Regions from separate parts of the Mus musculus genome. Here region 1 is linked to region 2. A link is a contact called in public Hi-C data. All regions are on one chromosome and are shown on one strand. The core of a region is the stretch at or near the end of the contact, and the rest is flanking DNA. Distances in the headings are between cores, read along the strand shown.

Region 1 (3,131 bases), core at 195-2,694, 480 kb before region 2:
GATATCATTGGTAGTACTATTTGTTTGGTTGTTTTTAGGGACAGGATCTTTTTTACAAAGTCCTGGCTGTCCTGAGCTCACTATATAGACCAGGCTGGCCTTGAGCTCACAGGGATCTACCCACATACTGAAGGGCTTGCGAATCCTCCTGTGTGCTGAGAGTAAGGCGTGCACTATCACATCTTCCATATTGTTCCCTGAGAGAAGCCCTGGTGCATGAAAGAGTCTCAGATAAAGCCTGTTGGTGGGCACTAAGGTCCTGTGGCTTACTACTCCACACTCTGTATTTACTACCTGAGGTGGGGACAGTGGGTCCTCGGGCAGCCCATCTCATGAATCCAGTGGTTGCTCAACTTTCCTATTCCTGCGACCCTTTAATACAGTTCCTTATGTTGTGGTGACCCCCGACCGTAAAATTATTTGTGTTGCTACTTCATAACTGTAATTTTGCTACAGTTGTGAATCATAACGTAAACACCTGCGTCTTCTGATGGTCTTGACGACCCCTGTGAAAGGGCCGTTCAATCTTAAAGATGTTGAGACCCACAGGTTGAGAACCACTGACCCAGGGAGCCATGTGGCCCATTTTTCCTTGCTGCATGAAGATTTAATTATTTGGCTTTGCAAACATTCCTGGAGAGCCGTGACTTCCACCGGGCATCCCAGCATCAGATACTTTAAGAATGTTCTAGCTCTTGTGTACTAAAGGAAGTTGATGGCTGGCTGTAGATGTTTAAAATTCACTGGACTTCATGAAGTGGAACTCAGTAACCTTTCTGGTAGCCCCTGCGGGTTGAGCTTGAAAACACTGGGGTAATCGTAATTTCATGCAAACAAAGTATACAGGAAGGCACATCAGGGCTCAACCCAGGCTGAGCCATGCGGGCCTCCAAGGCTGAGCTCATGGCTCTGACCTTTGTCCTTGCTCCCATCTCTGCTTACATGACTCTTTGGCTTCTCCTTGTTTACACCATTACAGGGACTCTGCCAGCTTCCAGCTAATAGGCTATGGGGATGCTTGTGGCAGAGCTTGCTTGACAAAACTCCCCCTTTCTCTGGGCTGGCCCGGAGCTTATAGAAGTGATCTGAGTCTCACGTTTCAGCAGCTACTTAAAAAAAAAATGTGTTTATTTTCTCTGGTTTTGGGTAATGGAACCCAGACAAGTGCCGCACATTGTATCTATCTCCTGATCCATGTGGATCTAGGGTCAGAGTGTCGGGCATTTTTGAAAGTGCCACCCCCCTGTGCCCCACTCATTGAGAGTATGCAGGTAGGGTTATCTGTGATTTCTGAAGGACAAACCAACCCATTCAGTGATATGGAACACGGAAGTAAAATTCACAATATTTGGACTCAAAAACTGGCTGTGGGGACTGGGGAGTGTGGCAGAGAGTGGCTGGGCTGTTTACAGAGCCCTGGGAGCTGACCCGGGTTATTGTAGGGCATTTCCCTAGGTTTGCCCTTGGGCCTTTTTAACCCTTTTTAAACCCTGAATCAGAGAAGCACCAGCACTGGGGAGAAAGTCCTTTTCAAGAACTAGGGAGACACAGAGCATGGGTCAGCTGCCCCGGTGACCAGCCAGCCGCAGAGACAGTGTGCAGATGTGTATGTGAGATAGTAGACCCTGACTGTGTGTGGAACTCACACACAGAGGGGTGAGGGGGAGGAGTCAAACTCGATGTAGTGATCACATGCTAGGTACAGTGCTAAGCTGTTTACCAGGACAAACTCATTCTGTTTTCTCAACCATTCCTAACAGATGCTACCGCATTTCAGCAGTAGGGAAACTTACATTGAGAGGCTTGCCTGGCTCACAGGGACTTTCTGTGTCAATTTTGGAATCCCCGGGAAGTCGTCAAATGTTAGTTCTCAAGGAAGCCAAGCTGCTTGGCTAGGGACCCAGGAACCTAGTGGGAAGGAGACAGGGCGGGGGGGGGGAGGGGGGGGGAAATGACATGCTCTTGTCCTACCAGGGGGAGGGGTGTCGGGGGAGGGCCTCGGGACCTGCTCAAGCCTGCCTGACTGGGCACAAGTTCACAGATGAGGGCACAGATGAGGAATGTTACATATGAAGGCAAAGCGAGTTTGGAAAACCCAATAAGGTAGAAAGACACCTTGCCAACCAGTTTCTCTGCCCTGTCTCAGTGCCTGGGTCTCCTGCATGGTGCCTGTTCCTTTTATCTGGGACCATCTTGCAATGGGCGCTGCCCACATTGGTGCCACCTGGGAGTCCTGTTAGCCACCAGGAGAGCTAGAGATCTGAGCATGAAGACTAGCCTGGAAGCTCTTTATCTGATTTGCTGTTGTCATTAACGGCCGGTCATAATATGACGAGCCTGGTTGAGCAGCCCTTCCTCTGCTGCCTTCGGAGTTCTCTGTCTTATGTCTCCTACTTCCTTCAGTGTTTGCAGTCTTCATTTTATATAACTACTATTTACTTACCAAAGGCAAATCCTACTTTTTTTCAGACCAGGGTCTCGCTGTGTAGCCCAGGTTAGCCTACTACTGTCAAACCACCTATTCCAGTTCTCCAAGTGCTGGATTGCAGGTTTGTTCTGCCACTGCAGGCCTCCGATCAGGCAGATTTATCTGGGACAGAAGCTATTTGAGGCATGGGTGGTAATACAATTCTTTCTTTGTCCTTAGTGAACTATGTTACAGAGACTTGAAAAAAATTCTTTCACGGCTGATGGAATGTTCTCTCTGTGTCCTTGTGGCTGTTCTCATGTGGAATCTGTGGTCAAATGGATAACATTCTAGCTGTTTGAAATTTTATGAACCTGAAAAGTTGTGCTGAGACATGCCTGGTGTGTGTGTGTGTGTATGTGTGTGTGTGTGTGTGTGTGTGTGTGTGTGTGTGTGTGTGTGTTTGGGTGTATTGTATATATACATGCATGTGTATGTGGACATTTATGTGTATGTATGCATGTGTGTGTGTGCATGCATGTTTGTGTGTGTTGGGGGGGAGTATTTCTCTTTTGTAAGCAAAAGTCTGTCTTGTCAGTGTTGCAGACTATAGTGGGGCAGTAGCCATACATTTGGAGGCTAGCACTGTTTGGCTGGGCATAAGTACCCTGTCAAAATACAGCCATTTCAGAATGGTTGAAAATGGGATGGGGTTTGTTGCCAC
Region 2 (3,642 bases), core at 774-3,273:
GTGACAGGGGACAGAATCAGATGGTAGCTGGGAGCATGGAAGTGGAGAATCCTTACGTCCCAAACCTAGGGGTCTCTCCACCCCATCACTACACACTGCTCTCTGGGATGCTCTCTTTCCTTCAACCCCACACAGACCAATTGCTGAGAACAGATCTGCTTGTTATGATCCTGCCATGGATCCACCCACAGCGATGCCCCTGCCATTCCTACGTAGCCCCTCTGAGAAGCTACAGCACACACCCGTTCCAGTAGCCTCTCGACTTGCAGGCTGTGGAGACAGTGAGAGGGTCAGTGCCAGCTCAGGATACCCTTTAACCCAACTTCCTTTTCCACATGACCCACCCTGGGGCCCTGCCTCTAGCCTTGCTGCATGTCAGCAGCACCGGCCAACAGGCCAGCTGTGACAGTTTGTTGACCATGGCCTGAGGAACATCCTAGCTCATCCCAGCTTGCCCGGATAGAACCTCTGGCTGACACCGCTGTCTCCATGACAACCCAATAGCCATCTCTCATGCTCTCCATCCCTGATGTCCCTGCTTCCACCAGGATGATCCCCTTGCCCTCGGGATGACCTTCTGCCTTCAGAGCTAGGCTTTTATCTGTGCTCTCCTGTCATGGGCCAGCATGCTATAGAGTTGACCCCCACTTTCGCCATGACCCTACTAGCCCTCTCAAGACTCCTCAAGCAAGGTGGAGGAGATCCCACCGTCTCCCGAGCCAACTTCCTCATTTGCACATCCTTCCTCCTAGATGTTTCCCCAGGCATTTAATGGAATCACCTCCCAAGTCATCAACTAAGATTATTGTAGGTAATCCCAAAATGGTTCTCAAGAAAACCTCCTAACTCATTTACAGTAGAAACTCCAGCCACCGCCTCTGTCTCATAGACTCCTTTGCTGTTTTCTATCTGCTGAACATCTGTCACTTGCTGAATGTCCTGGATATTTGCCTGGCTAGCTTTATTGTCTCTTTCCTATCAGAATTTGACCTGTGTGGTTGGGTAAGCTTTGTTCCACTTCTGTGTGTGCACATAGTAGGCACTTGTTGATTACTTTGCTAGCTTCCTGTTACATTATCTGGGCATTTATTTTCCAGGTGGTATCACAGTAGGTAGTCTTGGGGTTGGGGAGTCCCATGCCCTCTGCCGTACAGGATCCTGGGATGGCACTAGACAGGAGATCTGCCTTTTCTCACAGCCTTTAGCTATTCTGTAGGTGGGGATTTGCTCTTCCATAGAGCCAAACCCTGTTAGAGGATTCGGTTAACTCAGTTCATGACATTTTTTTTTCTATGATAACTTAATCCTGCTCTGTCTCAAATTTTGTGTCCAAGCAGACAGGCATGCTGAGGGAGGTACTGCCCTGGATATCCTGTTGTGCTTTTGGACCTCAGTGCTGGGGAGGGGTATGCTGGGGCCCTCAGAGGGAAGGGCTTCAGGGCCTCACTGGGAGGTCTGCAGCATTCTGCCTCTTGTGCATTCCTCACAGTTTGATTGCCTCCAGCAGTCAGCTTGGCTCGGGGTGGGGGGTGGGGGGTAGGGGGTGGGTGCAGGATGGGGGTGAGGGGGATGCTGTGTGTGTGTGTGTGTGTGTGTGTCTCGGAAGCTGAGGCTCTGTGTGGACACATGTGATCTCTCAGCTCTTTCATCCATTGTAAGCTGCATTCTGGGCTTTCATATGAAGGCCATCACAAGCTTTCCCTAATTGAGTGAGTCTGAAAAGGCCACAGGACAGCACACAGGACATAGCCATGTAAAAGACACATTCCCGGGGGGGGGGGTGCTGGCTGGTGTGTAAGAAGCAGGAGGCTACCTTTCCCTACACCTCTGTTCTCTCATTATGGTGAATTTAGGTTATAATTAACCCCTTCATGTCTGCATGGTAGATACCAGTCAGAAAACAGGGCCTTCTCATTTTTCTTCCCTGGAGATCCAGAGCTTGGTTCTCTTGAGCATGGGTTACTCCTAGGGTCATAGGTGTTTGCCTGGCTGGCTTTATTGACTCTTTCAGGTCAGAATTTGACCCGAGTGGTTGGCTAAGCTTTGTTTGCTCTTGCTTGTGCAAAGACTAAGACCTCACTGAATACTTTGCTAGCCTCGTGCAATGAAAAAGTTGGGCGTTTCTTTTCCAGCAGGTGCAAGGCCTCAATGTGATGCAAGGCTCATGCCCTTTGCAGGACAGATGTCTCTTTCTACAAGTTGGAACTCCATTACACACATTTTAGACTAATCTACTCTTCGGCATATGAAGTCACCTTGCCCTGTAGCAGATTACCAGTCATTTCTAGAGTTGCCTTTTCTTTTTTCTTTTCTTTTTTTGTTGACTAGCTAAGCTATTGTTTTATAGCTCAGGCTAGTCTGGAATTTATTACATAGCCCTGGCTAGCTTCAATTGCATTAGCCTCCCAAGTGCTGGGATTTCACGTAGAAACCGTTACTCTTGGCCTGTTCTTCGGTTTATATCGAATGGATTCCCTGTAATACTAAATAAATGTTTGTTTAAGATAACCCAAGGGGCTCATGACATTGTACGGATCATGATCCCAACACCCGAAGACTCCTCTATGAGCTTCTGCTATTCCTTAGGTGGCAGATGCATTTATTGTGTGGACCTCAAAGGAAGAGTAATGGTGGGAGATGGGTTACATCCTTATCACCACAGTGAACCTTCCCTTACCAAAAGCTGAGTTTCCAACCAGGACAGAGTTTGATGGTTGCTCAGGCAGCTGTGTGACTGCACATATCCCTTGGCCAGGTCTTTCATGCTCTTCAAATATGGAGCTACCGTGACTCCCTCAAAAATCAGGAAATAAAGCAAGCCATGTCTTCCCACATTGTGAGTCCTGTGCACCCTCTCCCAAGCGCTGCTGAAGAAGAGAAAAAGAAAAACCGAGGAAGAGCTAGACTTAGGAATGAGGGAAGTGGGCTGGAGCAGTTCCTTGGGGGGTAGGGGGCATGTTCCCTGCTCAGCTATCTGTATCATGCATCCCCTAGAGGGGAGGCCACAGTCGAGCCTGAGACAGTTCATAGGGGTGAGGTGTCTGCACTAATGAGGAATTCAGAGGGAGCTACACACGCACACGCACGCATGGCTGGAAGCCACAGAAACTCAGTGTCTGTGTAGAATCTCGCCAGCCTGCAGGCGATCCTGAGGAAAATACTTTAATTAATATGTAAAGCAGCAGTGGGAAGAAAAGCCAGGTTAATTTCCAAACCACATCAGTAAGGGCACATTTGGGTTAGGAAACCTTGGAGACTTACAGGCAGGCCCTCTTGTTTGAAGCCACAGAGGTGCTTTTGTGTGAGAGCGGCTCCCTAAAAGGCCCTTTTATCTGCCCACCACACTGCATTCCTTTCTCCGTGCTTAAAAACATCCCCTTGACCAGGCCGGCTGTTGTCTCTCATTTGCAATGTGCCCTCTGTTTTGTTGGGGACTTGTGGGCCAGTGCAATTTCTCCTCTCATTTCTAACTGCTTTCTCCATCTCTATGCCAGTCATCTTTGGCCCTTGTGTCTGGGGGCTTTTTTTTGCCCCCCCTCCAAATTCTTCTCCCCATGTCTAGCCTGAGCCTTCAGCTTACCTACTGGGCGGGGGTCCAGAATAACTTGAGCTGAGGACATGAAATGCATACAATGCCCCGAA

What was found. Hi-C and Micro-C count contacts between places; a contact is called where the count stands out from the background.
Region 1: a Hi-C map of liver shows a contact between it and region 2, with 4 times the contacts expected there. The contact joins two enhancer-like sites. A contact is called at or near these places in 1 of 484 Hi-C or Micro-C datasets (liver) and 1 of 115 datasets of contacts at active chromatin or transcription factors (pancreatic cancer cells).

Annotation. Positions count from the first base shown.
Region 1 is chr8:11,457,009-11,460,139 of GRCm38.p6, reverse strand. The region is part of intron 1 of Rab20 (RAB20, member RAS oncogene family); the gene reads left to right. Among named protein-coding and RNA genes, the nearest start is that of E230013L22Rik, 19 kb to the left of the region's middle. Within about 2 kb of position 1,444, at least 64 of the 459 cell types and tissues checked have an H3K27ac peak or open chromatin away from gene starts, as enhancers often do. A contact at or near this core is called in liver, where this site is marked.
Region 2 is chr8:10,972,737-10,976,378 of GRCm38.p6, reverse strand. No RefSeq gene overlaps it. Among named protein-coding and RNA genes, the nearest start is that of 9530052E02Rik, 33 kb to the left of the region's middle. Within about 2 kb of position 2,023, at least 30 of the 459 cell types and tissues checked have an H3K27ac peak or open chromatin away from gene starts, as enhancers often do. A contact at or near this core is called in liver, where this site is marked.